7 separate regions of the Mus musculus genome follow, and all the other regions are linked to region 3. The links are chromatin contacts, called in public ChIA-PET, Hi-C and promoter capture Hi-C maps. All regions are on one chromosome and are shown on one strand. Each heading gives the region's core, a stretch centred on a gene start, on an enhancer-like site or on the middle of the called end of the contact. The rest is flanking DNA. Distances are from core to core; before and after follow the strand shown. Region 1 holds the start of Calu (calumenin). Region 2 holds the start of Lncpint (long non-protein coding RNA, Trp53 induced transcript). Region 3 holds the start of Ube2h (ubiquitin-conjugating enzyme E2H). Region 4 has its middle 24 kb from the start of Klf14. Region 5 holds the start of Irf5 (interferon regulatory factor 5). Region 6 overlaps Lncpint (long non-protein coding RNA, Trp53 induced transcript). Region 7 has its middle 18 kb from the start of Gm40359.

Region 1 (2,851 bases), core at 259-2,758, 960 kb before region 3:
TAATTGCACACTTTCCTTGTCTTAGGGCAAACTGATTTGCTTTATTGTCTTTCATGAACTTAGTCTTTGTTTTGACTGGACTTAAATTCTAGAGGCTTTGCTATTCATTTCATACATGTTGAAAATAAAGTAGCTCTCAGGCTGGTGAGATGGCTCAGTGGGTAAGAGCACCCGACTGCTCTTCCGAAGGTCCAGAGTTCAAATCCCAGCAACCACATGGTGGCTCACAATCATCCATAACAAGATCTGACTCCCTCTTCTGGAGTGTCTGAAGACAGCTACAGTGTATTTACATATAATAATAAATAAATCTTTAAAAAAAAGAAAGAAAATAAAGTAGCTCTCAATGAATACATGTTTTAATTTCATGGCATTGAGTAGGTGATGGGTTTACTAAGGTTATATAGTTCAGTGGTAGAATGGACAACTAGAATCCTGCACAGAGTCTGGGTTCAAACTCTCCTGTCCCCCGCCCCTCCAAACAAACAAACAAAAAAACAAATTGCTAATTTCCTATGTTTCTTTTAAATCAGGGGCCTTCAACGCAACGGGTTTCTTCCATTCAGTTTCTTCTATTCAGTTCACTTAGTATTGCTGAGAATTTCCTTGGACCTGGGCTGTAAGCTGGGAGCTCCTGATGTGTAAGTCAGGCAGATCTTATTTTGGCACTTGGTCTAATCGAAGACATAAGGACAAGCACCGTTATTAAACAATATCTGGCTGCGTACTGAAAATGCAAACTGCCAGGAAAGCACATGCGTATTATCTGTTTACTGACCAGGAAAGATTCCTAAAACTAACACCTTAACTGAGCACTGGCAACTTCACGACTACAGCTTCCCCTAAGACATTCCAGGATGACAACCTGTTTCATGACTGATGGCTTTCAGTAGCTGAAAAATCGAGAAAACATACTTCAGGCAGAGGAAGCCGCTTTGTGGACAAAGACCACATGGGTGTAAAATGTAAGGCTGTAAGGCTGTTAGGGGAGGCCGGGATCATGATGGTTTAGGCAGAGATGCGAAAGAGCATGGTGGGTGAGAATCGAAGCTGAAAGGTGCGTGTTGGCGGGGCGGAGAGCTGCTCAGTAGATCTGACTCTAGAGCCAGAAGTTGGGCTCATTCGCAGTGGGTGGTGACGTTACAGCGGGACTATTCCGGCCCCAGGGGCTTGGAGGCAGGAAGAAAGCCATCGGAATTACACTAGAAGCCTAGGGAATCAGGGTTGCCTGCCGTAAATGAGGTCGTTGCGGTCAGTGGGCCAAGGTCAGCGAGCCGCGCCCACACACCCAAGAGCAAGGAGCTGGGACTCAGAGTCCCCACGGGCTGGGCAACCCGAGCTGGGCGGGAATCCGGTCCACGCAACTCGGCGCGCTCGCGGGGACGTGGCGATTTCCAGCCAATCCCGGCCACGCGATTGTGAGACCAATGGCCGTACGAAGAAGCCATACGTCAGCAGTGATCGTGCCGGGGATTGGTGTGAAGACCCCCGACAAGTCGGATGGGGGCGGGGCCATTAACCACTTCCGGTTGGGCGGTGCTTGTGCGCGGGAGCTCACTCCCTGGGTGAGCCGCAGCCACGGTATCCTGCGGCGTGGAGCTCCCGGGAAAGGTAAGTTCTGTGGTGCTGGGTGGGTCCTGGTTCGCTCTTATTCTGTCCGTCGGCCCTGTTCCCCATTCGTAGTGGGTGTCCTCACTCCGGTCTCAGTGCACCGGGATGGGCCCGAGGCTCCACTCTGGCCCTCAGAGTGCGGTCCCCGACTTGCTGTCCCGCAGCTCTGCGGAAAGGGTTGTAGCTCCCGGGCCCTGCGCCCTCCTGGGCACCGTTTTTGTGCCTGGTTTCGCGCGTCCTTGATCTCCTCCCCGGGTTCCTCCACTCAGTGTCCCTGGGACTAGAGGGTCACTTTTGTTTGTTTCCTGAAGGTCGGAGAGAATTGGGTAGAGAGTTTTAGTATCCGCTCCCTGCCACCTCGCCGGACTCTTGGGAGCTGCCACCCCGCCCCAAGGCCACATCCCGAGAATTGAGTTGCAAGTGCCAAGAAAGAAAGTGTTAGCTGTCTTACAGGGTGTAGGAACATGGAGAACAAAACGATTGAAAACATAATGTCATTATTTTTAAAACTTCTTGTTAATTAGAAAAGAACGTCGCAGTTTTCTATGTTTGGCTGGATATTGTCATTAATGGAAATAGTTTTCACGTGTTAATTAGGGAGTTAATTACCTTTAAGTAATCACGGGTTTTTTGCTTGTCATTCCCAAGTGTTCTGATTTTTGATATGCTGTATACAGAAGTGAGCTTAATTTTAATTCGCGATAGTTGCTGTAATTAAGAGTGGTTTGCATTTTGTAAAGTTCCTTTTGCATGAGTGGGAAAGATCAGTGGATCTGCTAAGACTTTTGGTTCTTTGATCGAAATTCCTAAGCGTTCAAAGCCTTGGAACAGGGTTTTTTAAGAATTGCATTCACTTCCTGTCATGAACCATCAAGTCAGCATTAATAAGTTGGGAATGATAGCGCTCCAGTTTAATTTAACATGAAGGTAGAGTGACCTGGAGTGGCTGATAATTATTCTTTGCTATACCTGAAAGCTGACCCAGGAGAAGTATATATTTGACCTCATTCAGTTAGATTTAAGTATCGAGCAATAGTCACTGCTAAAGAACTTGTGTTCTTCTGTCCAAATGTGGGACCAGAGAGAACCTATTACTTGTGTGTAAGATACCTATTACTATTACTATGTCTGTCTGGTCCGACTATGAGTTTGGCAGTGTTTCAGGGGTCTCCAACAGGATATTTTGAAGATTCAAAAGGAATCATGAGCTCATAAAAAATATAAAGTATGTGTGTATTCT
Region 2 (2,700 bases), core at 194-2,693, 910 kb after region 3:
GGTTTTAAAAGCAACCCCCCCCATACATAAGCGTTAGACTTAGCTCTACCTACGCACTCGCTTTGCCTCCCCCATGGTCTCCTACCAAATCCAAGCGACTTACCAAATCCAAATGCCCACCCTACACACCTGCTAGGTAACCTGCCTTCTGGAACCTCAAAGCCCCACCCATCCCGCCTGTGGGGGCAACCTGTGGTGGGGGGGAGTGAGGCAACACGATTAGGTAGTGATAGAGAGGGGGGACATACAACCCCCCATCTCCAGAGCAAGAGGACGCATCCTGCTTCCCTCCGCCAAAATAATAGCCGAAGTCAAAGCTCCGGCTTCCCAGGGGCTGCCTCTCCCCCCACCTTCCCCCTAGAACCAAAACGTCGCGTCCCTCCCAACCGCTCGCCCCCAGCCCTTACTTCTTGTTGACGGCCGAGGTGGGGGGGCGTGGGAGCCATGCATGAGTTGCCTCTAGGTTCGGGATGTTGGTCTCCTCTGAGTGAAGAGGTGGGATCTCGAAATGGAAACAGTCCTCCCTCCCCCCCCCCAACCCCCCCCCGCCGGTCCCTCCCCTCCTCCTCCTCCTCTTCGTCTGTTTACCTCAAGTTTGAATTTTATCTGCGCAACATTAGCTGGAATGCGGACATTGAAAAAAAAAAAAAAAACCACTCGCTCTCAACCCGGCAGCAGCTCCGGAGGAGCCATGTGGCATCAAGCCACCGCAAAGGGGAAAAAAAAGTGCTCTTAGCAACACAAACATGGCGAAATAGCTCCGACATGCCCGTTTCACGCAGCAACCCTACCTTCCTTCGCTCACCCGCCGAGCATCCTGGCCCGCTGCCTCAGGCCCCTTGTGGGGGACCGTAAGGGGGCCCCGGGGACTGCGAGGGTGGACGTCAAGAGAGTCCACCGGGAAAATAGCACAGATGACGCGCCAACCCATCTGCCTCACCGAGAGTGCGGGGACGCTTTTTCCACCCCCAAGGTGGGAGTTGAGCACCAAATCCTGTCCCCAAGTCCTGCTGGACCCGTTTTCCCCACCCTAAAGAACTTACCTTGAGGCTGAACACTACACCGCTTTGCTCTCTTTTCTGGTTCCTTCCTCTGGAGTGAGGAGGAAAATGATGCGCACGTAGATTCCGAGAGCGTATTCTTCTAGAATTTTCCCATGATGGTTGGTGGGGAGCGATGGGGACTCTGAGACAGGTGCGGGGCTGCCGGCTAAAAGTTGCTCAGCGCACCACGGTGGGCGACAGGGTCCCCGGAGCGGGCGGAGGACCCCCACTCTCTGTCCCTGGCGTCGCCCACTTGTCACGCCAGGCTGCTGCGTGCGCTCGGCTGCAGAGGAGGTGGCGTAGTTTCTCTTTCTCCCACCTCTTCTCACTTGTTTTGTAGCCGTGGGCTCCCCTAATGCTTTCCTCTCCACAATGTTGTTTCATTATATCATGTCCATCATGTGACACCGGAGAGGCCTCTCTATGGAAACTTAAAGGGGCTCCCACGTGACTGCAGCAGCAACAACAGCAGCAGGACCGCCGGCGGCGGCGGCGGCAGCATTTGTACCACCACCCACCAGGAGCCCCTCGAAGCATCCCGAAGGGGCTTGTGGCGCTGCGAAAGCCCAGATAAGGGAGCCACTGCATCCGGGAGCTATGGCGTCGGTGCGTGCGTGGAGCCAGTGCTCATTACACAGCAAGCGGAACAGGAGCGTCCTTAAATCCTTTCCTGCAGTCACCAAGCCCACGCTCTGTTAAAATGACATTTCGTGGTTCCTACTTTATTTTCCCCCAAGAGCTGTGAGTTCCCTATCAGGCCTGATTAAATTTTACAAAGTCAAAAAGAAAAGCCAGATTTGCCCTCTCAGTGAGCTCACTCGCAGATCGTTGGTAGAACAGAAATGCCCAGAAAATAACAACCAGAACCGGGCATTTGGTCCATAATTACCATCACTACCAGTTTCGGAGCTTTCTGGAATTACATTCCTCCGGTAACTGTTGATGATGCTCTCAAGAGGCAAAATGCAAGGCAGTTTTTCTCTTCCGCGGCTATATTAGGGCTTTGTTGCTGACAACAGTAAAAACTTGTTTGTGTCAGGAAGTGAGGTATGAAGCCATGACCTGTAAGGTACAGACAAAACCAAAGTGGCAGTTTGGGCACTACTTTTCTGACCACATTCTTCCAAATGGTGACAAGATGACTGCCATAAAATGCGTGCTTGGTTGGAAATAAGATGATCAGGGAAACATGCTTATCCCTTAATCATACTGTGCATGCTACACACTAGAAATTATATATACATATATATGCGTGTGTGTGGACAGAGCGCAAACGTGCATTTTCCTGATATTCCAAACCACCAATTCTGTCCCCACTGCTAGCATTTAACTTAAGTATTAGCGTTTAAAGGCTTATTCGTGTCTAGTGATGTATGGAAACTAAGTTTGAAGTCCTTAGTCTTAATGACTTGCAATGTATGTGTGTGCAAGGTGTGTGGGGGGGGGGGTCTACTTCGAATCGCAATTCTCTGTCTCTACATTTTTATGTACCATGGAAAAACATCCTATAAGTAAAATCTATGATTAAATTGCTATTTTTCTGTTGGTTCACACTTTTCCGTCTTTATAAGGAAAACGGGGTTGGCAGAATTGTGGAAAAAGGATAAGAAAACACTAACTCAGTAACTGAGGAGTGGGATGGGAGAGGACCAACATT
Region 3 (2,710 bases), core at 78-2,577:
TCACTTGGCCCAGATCAGGGCAAGCAGTCCCCAAGAACCATATCCTCAGAGGGAGTTTTGCTCAAGTGGCTATTTTGTTCGGGGAGCTCCTTTCTCTCCTTCGTCCCAGCTGTCAGTTCCACAATATGGAGGGTGGCCTGCCTGCTAAGAGGGCCTGGGGGTCCTCACTGCATGCACTATGAGTGGGATAGGCTTTGTGAGTAGAAAGAAAAACAGGAAGGTTCTCCAGACCAGAAGGCTTAACAGGAGTGTCTGATTTAAAACACACGGAGCTCTTTATTACAAGAGGGGGCCCTGGGCAGGCTACTCTCTTCCTAATATAGAAAGGAATTAGGGATAAAGAAGGTTGCTTGAGTTACCCCAGTTTAAGCAGCACTGTGACTGGAAGGAACAGGGACACCCGAGAGAGAGAGAAAGAGAGAGAGAGAGAAAGGCTTCCCTCTCAGGAATTTCTATAATGAACCCATAAACCCAAAGCTAGCAAACAGGAAGCAAAGACCCTGAAGATGAGCTCCCGGTGACGAAGGAGGCGTCTAGTTATACCCCCACACACACCCCTAAGAAAGGGCCGTCTTAGGAATCCAAACGTCGTAGAGGGAAAGTCAGGGGCTGGGGGTGGGGGGGGAGTGCAAGGAAGGCGAAGAACAACGCACATCTCGGGGGGCTGCAGATAAAGGGGGACTGAAAAAGCCCTCGGCTCCGGGGAGGTGCCAAGGGGCCGCCGTAGGCACTGGGGGAGGGAGGGGAGGCGCGGCCAGTGGCCTGGAGTGCCCCGGAGCCCTCGAGTGGGCACCCCCACCCGCCCCACACGCAGTCCGAATTCCCCTCCATGAAGGATACAGCTTGACTACGTCCGTGTCCATCCGCCTCTTGCCGGGACTGGGGGATGACATGGTGTCGCCGCTGCCGCTGCCTCCCCGTCGCCTGCGCCGCCGCCGCCTCTCTCCCCTCCTTGGCCCGTCTGTCACGGGCTCCGGGCCCAGCTCGCAGGGCCCCGCGGCCTCGCCGGCTCCTCGGCCGAGGTGGCAACACCCGCGCGGTCCCGTGGGGTCCGCTCAGCCGCCGCCCCCCGCACGGGGGAACACCGGGCACTGCCCCGCCGAGTGGGGGCGGGGACCGAGGCGCCCGCTCGGGCTGCCCTCCGACTGAGGCTCCGCCGCGGCCCGGGCTGCCGCTGCTCCGCGCCGTGCGCCGCTCCCTCCCGCCTGCGCTAGCTCGTTCGCCTGCCCGCCCGCTCGCTCACGCTCTCGCCAGCTCCCAGCTGCTTCCTCCACAAGCCGACGACTCCAGCTCGGTCGGCCTCTCTACCCTAGCCTCGCTCTAGGCGCCGTGATGTCACCTCTGTGACGTCATCTGAGGGGCGGGGCGCCGGTGGGAGGGGAGGAGCATCGTCGTCGCGGTGTAAGCTTGTCAGGGGAGTTCTGGGAGATGTAGTTCCTCTTTCTCCTGCCATCGTGCATTCCCTCCGCCCCCTCCCCCAACCTCCTCACACACTTCATCGATCAACTGCCAGTGTCGTTACCATCAACATAAACGACGGTAGTAAATAATGGCAGTATGATTACATTCATACTTTATGTACCACCCTCTCAACAGTGCTGCAAAGGCTGTTTGGATATGGAGGAGGCCAAAGTGGCAATTACTCAGACTGGCGTCCAAATCTGGAAATTCCCACACCAGCATGTTCTCTCCACTCTGCTCCCTCTTCAGAGGGAATTGGTTTGCAGGGATTTAGACTACAGTAAGGCTTCCCCAGAGCTTGCAAACAGGGTTCATTTACCCTCTATGCAAACAAGGTCAACAACTCCGGAACTGCAGTAGAAGCAGCAAAGAACAGAAATAATTTGATACTAACATCCTCATTCTACAGAATTTGAGGTAAGTTGAGGTCCTTTTTAAAATCACAAAGGTGACTGATAGAAGCACCCTAAATAAGTTATAATGCAGAACAAAGACACAGTTCTGCCCTCTGAACTCCTATATCAGTTCATGACTCTGAGGATACAGTGTAGATGAAGATGAAATTTACACAGCTCTCCCAGAATGGACCAGAGTGTCAGCATCATTTGAGAACTAGGAAGGAATGCCTCTAGAAGGGCCTTAGGCCTACTCAATTAACATATGCAGTTGAACTAAGTTCTCAGACAGTTCCCTGAACAGTGAAGTCTGAGATATACTGCTCTACAGGGCTCAAAAGTACTGTAAACCTAAGGAGCAACAAGGTAAAAGAGGCAGAATAGTGCCAAGTATCCTCAAAAGCTTTATCTATTGTCTTTTCTCTATGACACACACTTGGACTTTGTCAGGTCAGGTACTGAGGGCTAAATTGAAGATCATTTGCTCCTATCTTTCTACCCTTCAAAATGCCAGCTATTTTTTTTTTTTTAGTTGTAACATACATATAAAATATACAATGTTAACCATATTTAAATATTCAATGCAACAGCAAAAAACCATTAAATATTGTGCAAGTATGACTAGTGCTCATTTCCTGAACCTTTTCATCAATCCAGACAGAAATCATGTGCCCTTAAAAGAATAACCCCTCCTCCCCATCCCACCAGCCCCTGGTAACTTCCACTCTATGTTCTGGGGAGAAAAAAAGACTATCCATTGCTTTCTCCTAGGAGAAATCTGTCAGCAGACGGGTATGAAAAGACTTCTAGCCACCTTTATCTGATCACTTCATTGAAGGAAGAAAACAAAACAA
Region 4 (2,700 bases), core at 65-2,564, 680 kb after region 3:
ATGTCACATTTGCGTGAGGATGACACATCTTTCAAGGGGATCAAACACTCCGTGAGCATGCAGTGCCTTTCTCTCACAAGATAATAACAGCCCACACCTAGTGCTCACCCGCTGCCAGCATGATGTCTTAGGCATTTCCTACGTCATCTGTGCAGTAAGATTCTGAGTAACAGTGACTATTTTGAGTGTTTACAATGTAGCATTCACTTAATGTTCTTTGTATCAGGTCTTCTTTAACCCTCTCCAGATTCCTATGCAAGAGGTCTCATTGTAGCCTGGAGTGGTGGCGCAAGCCTTTAATCTCAGCACTGGGAGGCAGAGGCAGGCAGATTTCTGAGTTCGAGGCCAGCCTGGTCTACAGAGTGAGTTCCAGTACCTACACAGAGAAACCCTGTCTCGAATAAACAAACAAACAAAAAAACAAAACAAAACAAAAAAGAAGTCTCATTGTTTCAGATAGGGAACAGGAAGCCTGGAGGAGTTGGGCACTGATCAAGTCAGAAAGATCAGTAAGTTGGGGAGTGGGAATTTGGACTTGGTAGCTATTGGGGTGGGGCAGGCTAGTGATGGAGACTTACTGGTTGTTTCTAGACTCCATGGGTCCCAGCTTTTATAATAGCAGAGCCACATCTACGAGACTCCTGTTTTAGGTATCAGACAGTTCCGCTTACATCTTTTTCTAAAGCAATTGCTTCTCCTGTGAGTGGACTTGTCTGTCTGTCTCCTGTCATCAGCAAGGGCTGATCAGTCTTCAAATCGCATGCATCCCTGTGAAACAGGCTGCCGTTTTAACTCTTAAAACAGGGGACCATGTTTTAAGTGAATCAGAAGAACATTCCATTGCGACTCGTGTTGAAACCATCAATAAAATCACAAGAAGGTTTTTATAACCATCACATCATTTTTTGTGTTTTGTAAATCTGGAACTCTGCCGTGTTGGATTTTCTTGGGAGAGGCACATGATTTGAAAGGGAACCTTAACCTTTTAATTCAACGTAGCAAGTGTTTTTACACTTCTAGGGATTCAAGCTGACTGGTGAATGAACGAGAAATGCGCTTTAGACACAGAGTTGCTTTCGTGCGGTAGCAAAACACAGGATCTAATTTGAGACTCTGTAAAACTGCTTTTTAAGGATCTGGCGGAAAAGGATGTCACAGGTACAAAGTACATAGTGTCCAGAGCTAAGATAAAGAGAAGCTATCTCATCTTGGAATCGACATTTTATTGTTGGGAAGGGTTTACATTCATTTCCCCTTCGAGACGACTTGATAATCTTTGTGGAAGCTTTTTCTGTTGAAAACGGAAAAAAGAAAAAGCTTTTTTTTTTTTTTTTTCCTTTGCGTCAAGCTCCTGGCGCTGTCTTAGTGGCAAAATGGTGCTCTCTAGTGGCAGAAGAAGGAGTTACTTTTTTTTTTTTTTTTTTTTTTTTTACTTTCTCAGTTTAGTCAAGAAATCTTTTTTTTTTTCATTAATTAATTTACTCATTTATTTTACATCCCGATCGCAGTTCCCCTCCCTTCTCTCCTCCCAGACACACCCTCACACACCCCTCACCCCACTACCCTCCCCTCTTCTCTAAGGAGAAGGAGAACCCCCCCCTTTAGGTACCACCCCTCCCTGGGACATCAAGTCCTTCTCCCATTGAGGTCCAGCAAGGCAGACCAGCTAGGGGAAGGTGATCCAATGGCAGCAACAGAGTCAGAGATTCCCAGCCCCCACCCTGAACTTTTAGGGGACCCACATGAAGACCAAGCTGCATCTGCTTTAAACGTGTAGGGGGCTTAGCTCCAGCCCCCGCATGCTCTTTGGTTGGTGGTTCAGTCCCTGTGAGATCCCACGGGCTGAGTGAGGTTAGTTGACCCTGTAGGTCTTCTTGTGGTATCCTTGACCCCTCCGGTCTCTCAGTCCTTCCCTGAACTCTTCTACAAGACTCCCCCAACTTTGCCTGATGTTTGGCTGTGGGTCTCTGCATCTGTTTCCATTCACTGTTGGATGAAACCTCTCAGGAGACAGTTATGCTAGGATCTTGACTGCAAGCATAGCTGAGTATCATTCATAGTGTCAGGGGTTGGCTCTCTCCTGTGGGATGGGGCTCAGGTTGGGCCAGTCATTGGTTGGCCTTTTCCTCAGTCTCGGCTCCATCTTTCTGAGCCTGAGCGCCGGCTGTGTATGAGTGTTTTTGTATGAAGGATGTCCTGACAACCGATAGCTTCTTATGAAGAGCTCACATGGCTGGACTAGACAACGATGAATATCTGCGGGGCCTTCTATCTGCAATGTCACAGTAGTGAGAACAAGAGAATTCTAGCCAGATCTGGAGACATGTGGCAAAAGAATATGTCGGTTTTTTAAAAAGAAAAATGTTGATTGGCTTTTCTTCTATTTAATATAATTACATGTTTATTGTAGGAAATTTTAGGAAATACAATTGAGGTTTTAAAAATTATTCCCCAGTTCCATCACCCAGAGACAATCAATTGGATGTGCATAATTTAACTTTTAACAAAATGTTGCTTATGCTTCATAATTTCATTAAATCACTCAATAGATTTTTGAGATGTTTCCTGTTACTAAATACACGAACATGACATGATTACACCTTTTAAAAATAGCAATTAGTTCATGGTTAAAATTGGTATTTAGTTAGTGAGAAAGAGATTTCTTTGGGAGAAAGTTTATATCATTGTAACAGTAAATTG
Region 5 (2,780 bases), core at 218-2,717, 780 kb before region 3:
CCCTGGGCCAGGCATATGAAGGAGAGAACTGGCTGAAGTTGTCCTCTGACATACTCATGCTTATGTGTACCCACAGATGTACACACAAAATAAATGTAATAACATTTTAATTTAACAATTCATTCAGAATATTTGTGTATTAAAAATATCTCTAGGACCGAAGAGATAGCTTGGTAGTTAAGAGCATCTGCTGTTCTTGCAGTAGACCTGGATTCAGATCTCAGCACCCACACCCCCTCGCTCACAACAGTCTCTAACTCCAGTTCCAGAGAATCCAGCGCCCTCTTCTGGTCTCTGCAGGAACTGCATGTTCACGATGCACATGCATGCTGACAAAATACTCATATACATAAAAAATAAAATAAATCACTAAAAAGAATTAAGATGGTAAACATTTAAAATATATGTGCTTATATCTTTAGTTAAGCTGCCTGCGATGCTACACCAAATCTCAGCTACTCAAGGCATCTGAGCCAGGAAAATCGTTTGATTCCTGGAGTTGGAGACCAGCACCGGCAACACAACTTTTTACCCTTAAAAGAGTTAAAACCCAAGAAACAAATACAATAACCCTTTAGAATTATGACAGGGCAGAGAAGGCAGGCACTTAGTAGCACAGTGCTTGCTTAGAATGTGCAAGGTCCTGGGTTCCATTATCAGTAAAATACAAATATAAAAATAAAAATTACTATAGATCATGAACCATGCAAGACAGGGTTGGTTCCCAACTAAGCTGAATTTCAGTGGAAATTAGACGTTAAAATCATATGGAAAAATCAAACGGAAAGACTCTGGAAGTCGTCTCCACCCCTCCTCCAAACCAATCAACAAATTACACCAAAACACAACAAACCAAAAGCTGACTCAAGGAAGGGGTAGACCTTCCTGGAAAAAACACTTAGACTATCAAATAATATGATGCTGACCCAAAAGTTGAAGAGTGAGAATCAGCGAATAATGTTCCTACATGAACAGGATGTGTGGAAGTTGAGGCCAGCATCGACTCGGACAGGAAGGCCCGTTTATGGAACCGGGAGGTCGGGGTGGGGGTGGGAACCCGCTCAAAGGGCAAACCCAAACCACGGTGAAGGTAAGGGCAAAAGAAGAGGTGGGCTTGTCAGTCACATGGTGAGTTGGAGCGGTCCGGAGGGCCAGTGTTAAGGCTGAGGAGACAGAGTGGCCCAAGGTATGTTGAAAGGGAGCTCTCAGGGGTCTCCCAATGCCCTGGAGTGTGGCTCCATCGACGCCCGCGCGCAGCGGATCTCCAGCTCCAGGCGGGCGCGGACTAGGTGAGGACAGGCTACAGGGTATCTGGGGACTGGGTGATGGATGACTCTGTCTCCCCGGATTCCCAAAGGAGCCCGGCGAGGGGCGCCGAGCTGTCTGCGGTCTCGCGGAGGCCCCGGGCTTCCCCGCGGTGGGCGGTGGATGGGTAGGGGCCCGGGGCGCGGGGTGGTGGCGAGGGGCGGGGCGGGGCGCTGCCCCGGGCGGGGGCGGCGCGATGCGGAAGTGCGGGGCGGGCTGGGCGACCCGCGGGCGGTGCAGCTCGGCGAGAGCTCAGCTCGGCCGCAGCGCCAGGCCGGGGCTCCAGGCTCCCCGCGGGCGCACAGCAAACAGGTAGGTCCCGGGGCTGTGGGCTGTGTTGGGCTCCTCGCCCCGAGGGCGGTGGGAACAGCCCCGGGCTTCAGCCAAGCCACGGCTCCGACCCACGGCGACCTGCACGCCCCGGGCACCTGCCAACGGGGCCAGCGGGGTCGGGATCCCGCTCCTCCGCGGTGGGCGATGATCGAAGGCGGCGCCGGGCCAGCGCGAATGGCTCCAAGGCGCTCCGCACCAGGCCAGCTCGGAGTGCCGGGCTCCGGCCGCCAACGTTCGCATGCTCGGGGAAAGTCCCAAGGGCCCAGTGGACATCCCCACTGCGCCTCGCCAGGGTCAAGGATGCCAAGCGCCCTGTCACAGTCTGGCGGGGACCAGGGAGGAGCGAGTTTCCGACCCCGACCCTGTCGGCACACAGCTCGTCTCTCCTCCCCGGCCACACCTCACTTTTTCGACTAAAGAGGTTGAGGTGTCAAGCAGCGATCCCTCCCAAGGATCTTAAAGCCAAGGACAGGAATCTGTGGGAATAGAGTTTGAGGGGAGACGTTGTCAAATAGAGGCTCTGCTCCTTGACTCGTAGCTCAAAAGGGGACGACGATTTATTCTTAGCTGTTGAGAAGAATCGGGGCGGGGGCTGATTAATGCTTGGTCTAGTTTCTTGACGGCCTGCCCCTAAACTTAAGAAGTAACAACTTAGAATCTGAACGTGAAGGGAAAGTGTAGTTGGGCCGAAACGCAGGCGGAGAGATGTCCCGGGCCAGTATTCGCCCTCGGTGCAGATGTCTCCCAGACTCCAGGTGTCTCTCGAACCTCCAGAGGACCCAGAGCGGGTACCTAGTAGCAGGGGTGGAAGTGGGGGCTTTCTTGGCCTCCTCCTGGCATAGCAAGGCGGACACGTCCCGGTCCAGAGGAGCGGACCAGGAACGGACACTAAGCCAGTAACCCCGCGATGACTCCAGGGGCTGACCCAGGTTCCTTCCCACCCCCACCCCCCTTCCCTCCGCGTTATGCCCCGGGTGGAGTCTGCCGGGATGATCAGGAGGGAACGACCTGGCCTGAACTCCAAAGTGAGGATAAGTGATCAGGACCAGAAAGGATGTGGACGGGGCTGACGGAGGCTGGAGAGGCTAAAAGCCTCGCATGAGGACCTGTGTGATACAGTACAGCATTCGCCCTCTCTACTC
Region 6 (2,700 bases), core at 88-2,587, 820 kb after region 3:
CTTGTATGGGGCTTGCACCTTAAAGTTCCCTCAAAGAACAGCCAGAGCGCCCTCACGCATTTCCACTAGGGGGAAGACCTGCTTCCTGAGAACCTCGGCAAAGAGCTACGGGATCGCACTGAGAACCAGGGCACCAAAGACCAAGCACCCATACACCTAAGAAGCAGATGGCCGGAATACAAAATGGCTGTGAAGAACTTACTTTAGACCTTCGTCACTACATCTATATTCAATGCCATTTCCTCTTTCTGAACTGGGAACTATCAGGCGCTCCAGACAGAATTCGGGAGTGGAAAGCTTTCTCTCTCTGCGCCATTTATTTAGGGAGCACAAAGTGATTCCAACTTGAAAAAAATTTTAAGATTCAAATCTGGCTATTTAATGAGACCAGGGAGTTTTCAGAGCTGTATAGCTCCTGCTTCCTCAAAACAAGAATTAGAGCATTCTTTCGCATGTGGCCAGCACAGGAAGGGGGAGCCATTTACTGTAAATGCCTCTCTGATGCAACCAACCACCTCGTTCAAAGAGAGAATTCATCCAAGAAGATTTAGTCACTTCTTCTAGAAAAATGCCACCACACTGAATGTACACAGACCAAAGCCCACGCCCAGAGACAGGGATGAGCTGCTTGGCCGACAGAAAACAGACCAACAGACGGGGAAGAGAGATCTTGACTTCACCAGAAAAGATTCAGCAGTGTTCTTTCCGAGGTTGGCCTCTGAGACGGGCAAGCCGGACAGACATGTTACCATCAGTTCCTAAACTCATTACAGGGATCGTTCCCCTCTGCCTAGCTGTGAAAGCACCTCCTAAAAACTTCCTAAAAACTGGTTTAGAACCAGGAACTAGGCGTAATTAGTAACTTAGTAACTGTGGCTACTTAGTTTACAAAAACCTTTCAAATGCACAAGGAAAAGAGGAATCCTGTAATTTAAAATGTGAAACTGAAAGTACAACTTGATGAAGGTGGGTTACACATGAAGAGGGTGAGACAGAAGGAAACGCTGAATAGCAGTTGGGTTAAAAAAAAAAAAAGAAAACTCAAAGAAAAGCAGCTCTGAGCTTCTTTCCCTAACACCCCCAATCCACACAGAGGAAACTAGGGGAGGATCCCTCCCATTTCTGCTTACCCAGGGCACCCCGAGTTCTTCTTAGGGCAAGATGTGCGCACTTGCTTTTCTGGAGGAGGCAGGGAAGAGTCATGGCTGTGTTCTGATGAAGCCGGGGATCCCCTTGATGAATGAAACCACAAGGGGGTAATCTATGTTGGCTCAGCAAGCCATTGGCTACCGGGTGCTGAGGCGTGTGGAAGTCTCATTTGCCAACCTTCTGGTAAGCCTCTCACAGCCCATCTCAGGAGAGCCGCAGGATGCATTACACCCGGGCAGAGTCAAAACTAGACAGGGTTCGTTGTTTCCCTGCCACTCTCCCCAGCCCAGAGGAAACCACAGCCAACCACAAGGAGAGCTGGCTCCTCCGCCAGGCGAGAGAGAATTATGATGTCGACACCGGCAATTTACCAACGTATCCCACACCAATGCCAGAGCTTGCTCTCTGTATATGACTGCTGGTGAGTCTGAAGTAGGTACAGGCAGGCAGGTACCACACTCTCAGGCTAAGAGGCCGGGGCCATGGTTTGGGGATTCCATGGAGGTGGGAAAGTTATAAAAAAGGAAATGTTAACTTTTGTTGAAAAACTAACAAGAGCTGAAACAAAGGTGTAACCCAGCCTTCATAAACAAATGTTTCAATGTGTTCTTGAACAACCTGTGTTGATGCCTCTGTGGGGCCCAAGAGTGTGCCCCTCATCCAAGCATCCTGGGTCTTTATCCTGCACTTTACCATTTAGGGCCATTTGCCTGTCTAGAGAACTAACACTGCTGACCGCAGACACCATTGGGTGATTTCTCTCTGACTCTAGTCATCAGGACAACCCCACGTAGAGCATCTGTAACTTTTGTGAAAGGAGAGTCAGGTTGAGTTGCCTGTGCCTGCCCTCCCCCCAACCCCCACCTCCATGCTAGAGGGGTAAAATCCAAGCTGACAAATGCCGGAGGAAGAGCAGTCAGTGTTTGAGACTGAATCCAAACATTATGTCAGAGCAGTGGTTCCCAACCTTCCTAATGCTGCGGCCCTTTAATACTGTTCTTCATGTTGTGCTGACCCCCAACCATAAATTAGTTTTTGTTGCTACCTCATAACTGTAATTTTGCTGTTAGGAGTCATAATGTAAATATCTGTGTTTTCTGATGGTCTTGGGTGACCTATGTCAAAGGGGCTGCCACTCACAGGCTGCATTAGAAGATTGTGTGCCTGGGGAAACAAAAGACACGCTGCCAAAGGATGTGCACGAGGAAAAGGCGCGGGAACCGGACAGATGCGCTGCGCTATAGGCTTTAAATCAACAACTTTATATAATGAGTTCTACATGGACTCCCCAACTCAGCTACCTGACTCGGGCAACAGGCATCCAAGTGAATGTATGCCCTACACAAGTGGTGCTTGCTCTGAGTACCTAACTACTTCCAACACTCTGTGGACATAAAAATTCTGTAAATTGAGATTTAAAAAAAACCCACTCAGGACACATATCTGAAATGACACCATCTTCCTATATTTCTTTTAAAAATTTTTTTTAAACGTGTTATGTGCCTGCATGAGTTTATGTGCACCAGGGTCAGAGGCCAAAAGAGGACCTCG
Region 7 (2,700 bases), core at 107-2,606, 730 kb after region 3:
AGACTCTTGGCTCAAAAACAACGAAAATTGTACTAGCTATACCAGAAGAGTGAGTTATCTTTCTGGAGAAAACACTATAAAGTTGCTGTTATATGAACCAGTGATCAAATGTCATGTGGCCAAAACACAGGAAAAACAGGGCTTAAGCCAGAATTTTTTTAAGGGCAATGCTGGTGATATTTGTCAGCTTCTTCAAAAATATTATGATAATGTTTATAATTTTAAATCATATTCTCACCTAATTTACATTTGTGAATTAGGTCCTATTGATCACAATAAGCCTTTAAAATTACACTCAAGCTTTAGAAGACCTGGGTACATATACCCCTGGTTACATGTGGCTTCACTGATAACCATGCAGAAGAATTATAGAAATAAGAATTAATGTAATAATATTTGTGATCGAATTTAAGATTCAATTCCAAAAATTACTTTAAAAACACTTTTTCTAAATGTGTGTGTGGGGTGGGGGTGGGGGAGACAGACAGGCAGGCAGAGAGAGAGAGAAAGAGAGAGAGAAAGAGAGAGAGAGAGAGAGAGATGTCTGTGTCACACTGGGCGGGTAGAGGTCAGGACAGTATCAGCTGTTCTCAGCTTTCATCCACCAGGCTAGCTGGCTGGAGCATCCCAGGATTCTCCTGTCTCCACTTCCCATCTTAAAGGAGGCACACCTGCGGTAGATGTGCTATGGTACCAGTGTTTCATGGACTTTCTCAATCTAAGCTCGGGTCCTCACATTTGTGCACCAAAGTCCTTTTCACACACAGAGCCATCTGCTCTGCCCTAAAATTCCGATTTAATGAGCTTATGCAAAGAAGTATGCAGACATGTATATATATATATATATATATATATATACACACACACTGATAACTTTTGACAAATGTGTCAACCTATGAAACAGCTCTCAAATCAACATAGAACATATTTTCATCATCTTCCAAAATTTCTTTGTGCTACTTTCTAGTAAATTCTCCCCACACACGGAAGTTGTTCTGATTTTCATCACCAGAGATTAGCTTACCTACATGTGAACTTCGTAGGAAAGGACTTACACAGGGTGAGCCCTGTTTGTGACCGATTTCTTGATTTATCTTGTACACGGCAGTAATTTCACAGGCCAGGTTGACTATGTTAAGGCAGGCCAAAGCATAAACAAGATCTCTGGGCCTATGAGGATATTCCTACAAGAGATTAGTATCAAATTGGTCGACTGAGTTTGATCTGTAGGTGGGATCTGTCCTCACCGTTGTAGTGGATGTCATCCAGGCCTGAGGCTTACATAGGACAAAAGTGCAGAGGTAGGCTGCCTCTTTTTCTCAGCTAGGCCAGCCTCTGCTTCCTTTCCCTGGGTCTGCCATCTCCAGGGCTTACAGCGCCAACGCTACCCACCCCCACCCAGCTTTCCAAGCCTTTGGATTCAGGCTGAGTTAGAGCCAGCAGCTCTACGTCGCCATCTTGTGGCCACCAGAGGATATGGCAACATATCATCTCGGTCGCCATTATATGAGCCAATTCTGGCTTTCTCTTTATGTCTGTACCCACATCAGCTACATCACATCGACTCACCCACCCATCTTTTCTCCAACTCCTGTCAGTTACCTATCTGTTATCTATAACTATTCGTATGTATACAACGTCTCTTCCCACCTTTCTGGATAACTGACTAATATGTCCTTTGAAGACTTATCTATGCTGTGGTATACACCAGCAATCCGTGTCTCTCTCTCTCTCTCTCTCTCTCTCTCTCTCTCTCTCTCTCTCTCTCTCCCCCTTCCTTCCTTTCTTTTTTCAATTACAGAGTGGTATTCAGTTAACAGAACAACAATTATCTTCATATAAGCTGCATCAAAGACTACTGAAGATTAAAAAAAATAATAATAAAACCAAAAGAAAAAAAAACAAAAACTTAACTACTGTCCCCATATATAACTAATTTGTGCTGTGCACAACAAGAACCTGCTTTAACTTTCCAATCCGGTCCACCTCCCTGGGGAGTAGTATATCACTGTTTCCTTATTTGCCTGATGAACATTTCGTTATTTCTAGACTTTGTTTATTATGAATAAATATATATAAATATGTGCCTAAGTAATTTTCGGAAGATGGACTTCCATTTCTCTTGGGGATGTGCTGTGGAATTCCTCCATCCTATAGAAGGTAATTATTGAAACATTTTCCAAAGTGGTCTCAGTTTCAACCCTGACTCAGTGGTTAATGAGTGAACTGGTTATTTTATTTTTAACAGCATCCGAAGGGGTGTGAAGTGGTATCCTGTCTGTGGTTTTTTCTCATAACTCCCTGATGAATAATGAGACCGAGTGCCTTCTCAGGTATTTACTGACCGCCCCATCCTCGTTATCAAGTGTTTCCCAAATAGCTTGAGTATTTTAATTTGGATTATCTTTTACTAATTTGCATACACTCTGTAAATTCAGTTCTGATTGAAATCTTTAATTAGTTCAGATCTATCTATCTATCAAGCATACATTTTTACACAATCTATAGTCTGTCTTCCATGGCTTAATTTTTTTTTTTTTTTTTTTTTTGAGACAGGGTTTCTCTGTATAGCCCTGGCTGTCCAGGAACTCATTTTGTAGACCAAGCTGGCCTCAAACTCAGAACTCCACCTGCCTCCGCCTCCCGAGTGCTGGGATTATAAAGGTATGCTCCACCATGCCAGGTTCCATGGCTTAATTT

Evidence for each region. Promoter capture Hi-C pulls out the DNA fragments that hold promoters and counts their contacts. A called contact is a pair of places that touch in the nucleus more often than the background predicts. ChIA-PET counts read pairs in DNA pulled down with a chosen protein or histone mark.
Region 1: a contact with region 3 is called in a Hi-C map of pre-megakaryocyte-erythroid progenitors, with 8 times the contacts expected there. The contact joins the promoter of Calu here to the promoter of Ube2h in region 3. A contact is called at or near these places in 2 of 39 promoter capture datasets (the C10 cell line and hippocampal neurons), 1 of 484 Hi-C or Micro-C datasets (pre-megakaryocyte-erythroid progenitors) and 3 of 115 datasets of contacts at active chromatin or transcription factors (astrocytes, memory CD8 T cells and pancreatic cancer cells).
Region 2: a contact with region 3 is called in an RNA polymerase II ChIA-PET map of memory CD8 T cells, with 37 read pairs. The contact joins the promoter of Lncpint here to the promoter of Ube2h in region 3. A contact is called at or near these places in 6 of 39 promoter capture datasets (the C10 cell line, hippocampal neurons, liver and 2 more), 2 of 115 datasets of contacts at active chromatin or transcription factors (astrocytes and memory CD8 T cells) and 1 of 9 other capture datasets (adipose tissue).
Region 4: a promoter capture Hi-C map of hippocampal neurons shows a contact between it and region 3, with 2.9 times the contacts expected there. The contact joins the enhancer-like site here to the promoter of Ube2h in region 3. A contact is called at or near these places in 2 of 39 promoter capture datasets (cranial neural crest and hippocampal neurons), 1 of 115 datasets of contacts at active chromatin or transcription factors (astrocytes) and 1 of 9 other capture datasets (macrophages).
Region 5: a contact with region 3 is called in an RNA polymerase II ChIA-PET map of memory CD8 T cells, with 5 read pairs. The contact joins the promoter of Irf5 here to the promoter of Ube2h in region 3. A contact is called at or near these places in 11 of 39 promoter capture datasets (the C10 cell line, the HPC-7 cell line, embryonic stem cells and 6 more) and 1 of 115 datasets of contacts at active chromatin or transcription factors (memory CD8 T cells).
Region 6: a contact with region 3 is called in an RNA polymerase II ChIA-PET map of memory CD8 T cells, with 62 read pairs. The contact joins the enhancer-like site here to the promoter of Ube2h in region 3. A contact is called at or near these places in 2 of 39 promoter capture datasets (the C10 cell line and pre-B cells), 3 of 115 datasets of contacts at active chromatin or transcription factors (effector CD8 T cells, memory CD8 T cells and pancreatic cancer cells) and 3 of 9 other capture datasets (adipose tissue, liver and macrophages).
Region 7: a contact with region 3 is called in a promoter capture Hi-C map of hippocampal neurons, with 3 times the contacts expected there. The contact joins the enhancer-like site here to the promoter of Ube2h in region 3. A contact is called at or near these places in 7 of 39 promoter capture datasets (the 3T3-L1 cell line, the C10 cell line, cranial neural crest and 4 more), 1 of 484 Hi-C or Micro-C datasets (cortical neurons), 3 of 115 datasets of contacts at active chromatin or transcription factors (astrocytes, embryonic forebrain and pancreatic cancer cells) and 2 of 9 other capture datasets (adipose tissue and embryonic stem cells).

Annotation. Positions count from the first base shown.
Region 1 is chr6:29,346,598-29,349,448 of GRCm38.p6, forward strand. It overlaps Calu (calumenin), which reads left to right and starts at 1,509. Exons shown (of 7, transcript NM_007594.4): 1 at 1,509-1,611.
Region 2 is chr6:31,217,031-31,219,730 of GRCm38.p6, forward strand. It overlaps Lncpint (long non-protein coding RNA, Trp53 induced transcript), which reads right to left and starts at 1,444. Exons shown (of 4, transcript NR_110471.1): 1 at 1,044-1,444.
Region 3 is chr6:30,303,212-30,305,921 of GRCm38.p6, forward strand. Ube2h (ubiquitin-conjugating enzyme E2H) reads right to left here and starts at 1,328. Exons shown (of 7, transcript NM_009459.3): 1 at 841-1,328. The coding sequence starts at 893. 1700095J07Rik (RIKEN cDNA 1700095J07 gene) reads left to right here and starts at 1,404. Exons shown (of 2, transcript NR_166056.1): 1 at 1,404-1,878.
Region 4 is chr6:30,981,482-30,984,181 of GRCm38.p6, forward strand. No RefSeq gene overlaps it. Among named protein-coding and RNA genes, the nearest start is that of Klf14, 24 kb to the left of the region's middle. Within about 2 kb of position 1,315, at least 29 of the 459 cell types and tissues checked have an H3K27ac peak or open chromatin away from gene starts, as enhancers often do. A contact at or near this core is called in hippocampal neurons, where this site is marked.
Region 5 is chr6:29,525,158-29,527,937 of GRCm38.p6, forward strand. It overlaps Irf5 (interferon regulatory factor 5), which reads left to right and starts at 1,468. Exons shown (of 9, transcript NM_012057.4): 1 at 1,468-1,617.
Region 6 is chr6:31,125,319-31,128,018 of GRCm38.p6, forward strand. The region is part of intron 3 of Lncpint (long non-protein coding RNA, Trp53 induced transcript); the gene reads right to left. Among named protein-coding and RNA genes, the nearest start is that of Mir29b-1, 64 kb to the left of the region's middle. Within about 2 kb of position 1,338, at least 247 of the 459 cell types and tissues checked have an H3K27ac peak or open chromatin away from gene starts, as enhancers often do. A contact at or near this core is called in adipose tissue, effector CD8 T cells, macrophages and 3 more, where this site is marked.
Region 7 is chr6:31,031,770-31,034,469 of GRCm38.p6, forward strand. No RefSeq gene overlaps it. Among named protein-coding and RNA genes, the nearest start is that of Gm40359, 18 kb to the left of the region's middle. Within about 2 kb of position 1,357, at least 54 of the 459 cell types and tissues checked have an H3K27ac peak or open chromatin away from gene starts, as enhancers often do. A contact at or near this core is called in cortical neurons, hippocampal neurons and pancreatic cancer cells, where this site is marked.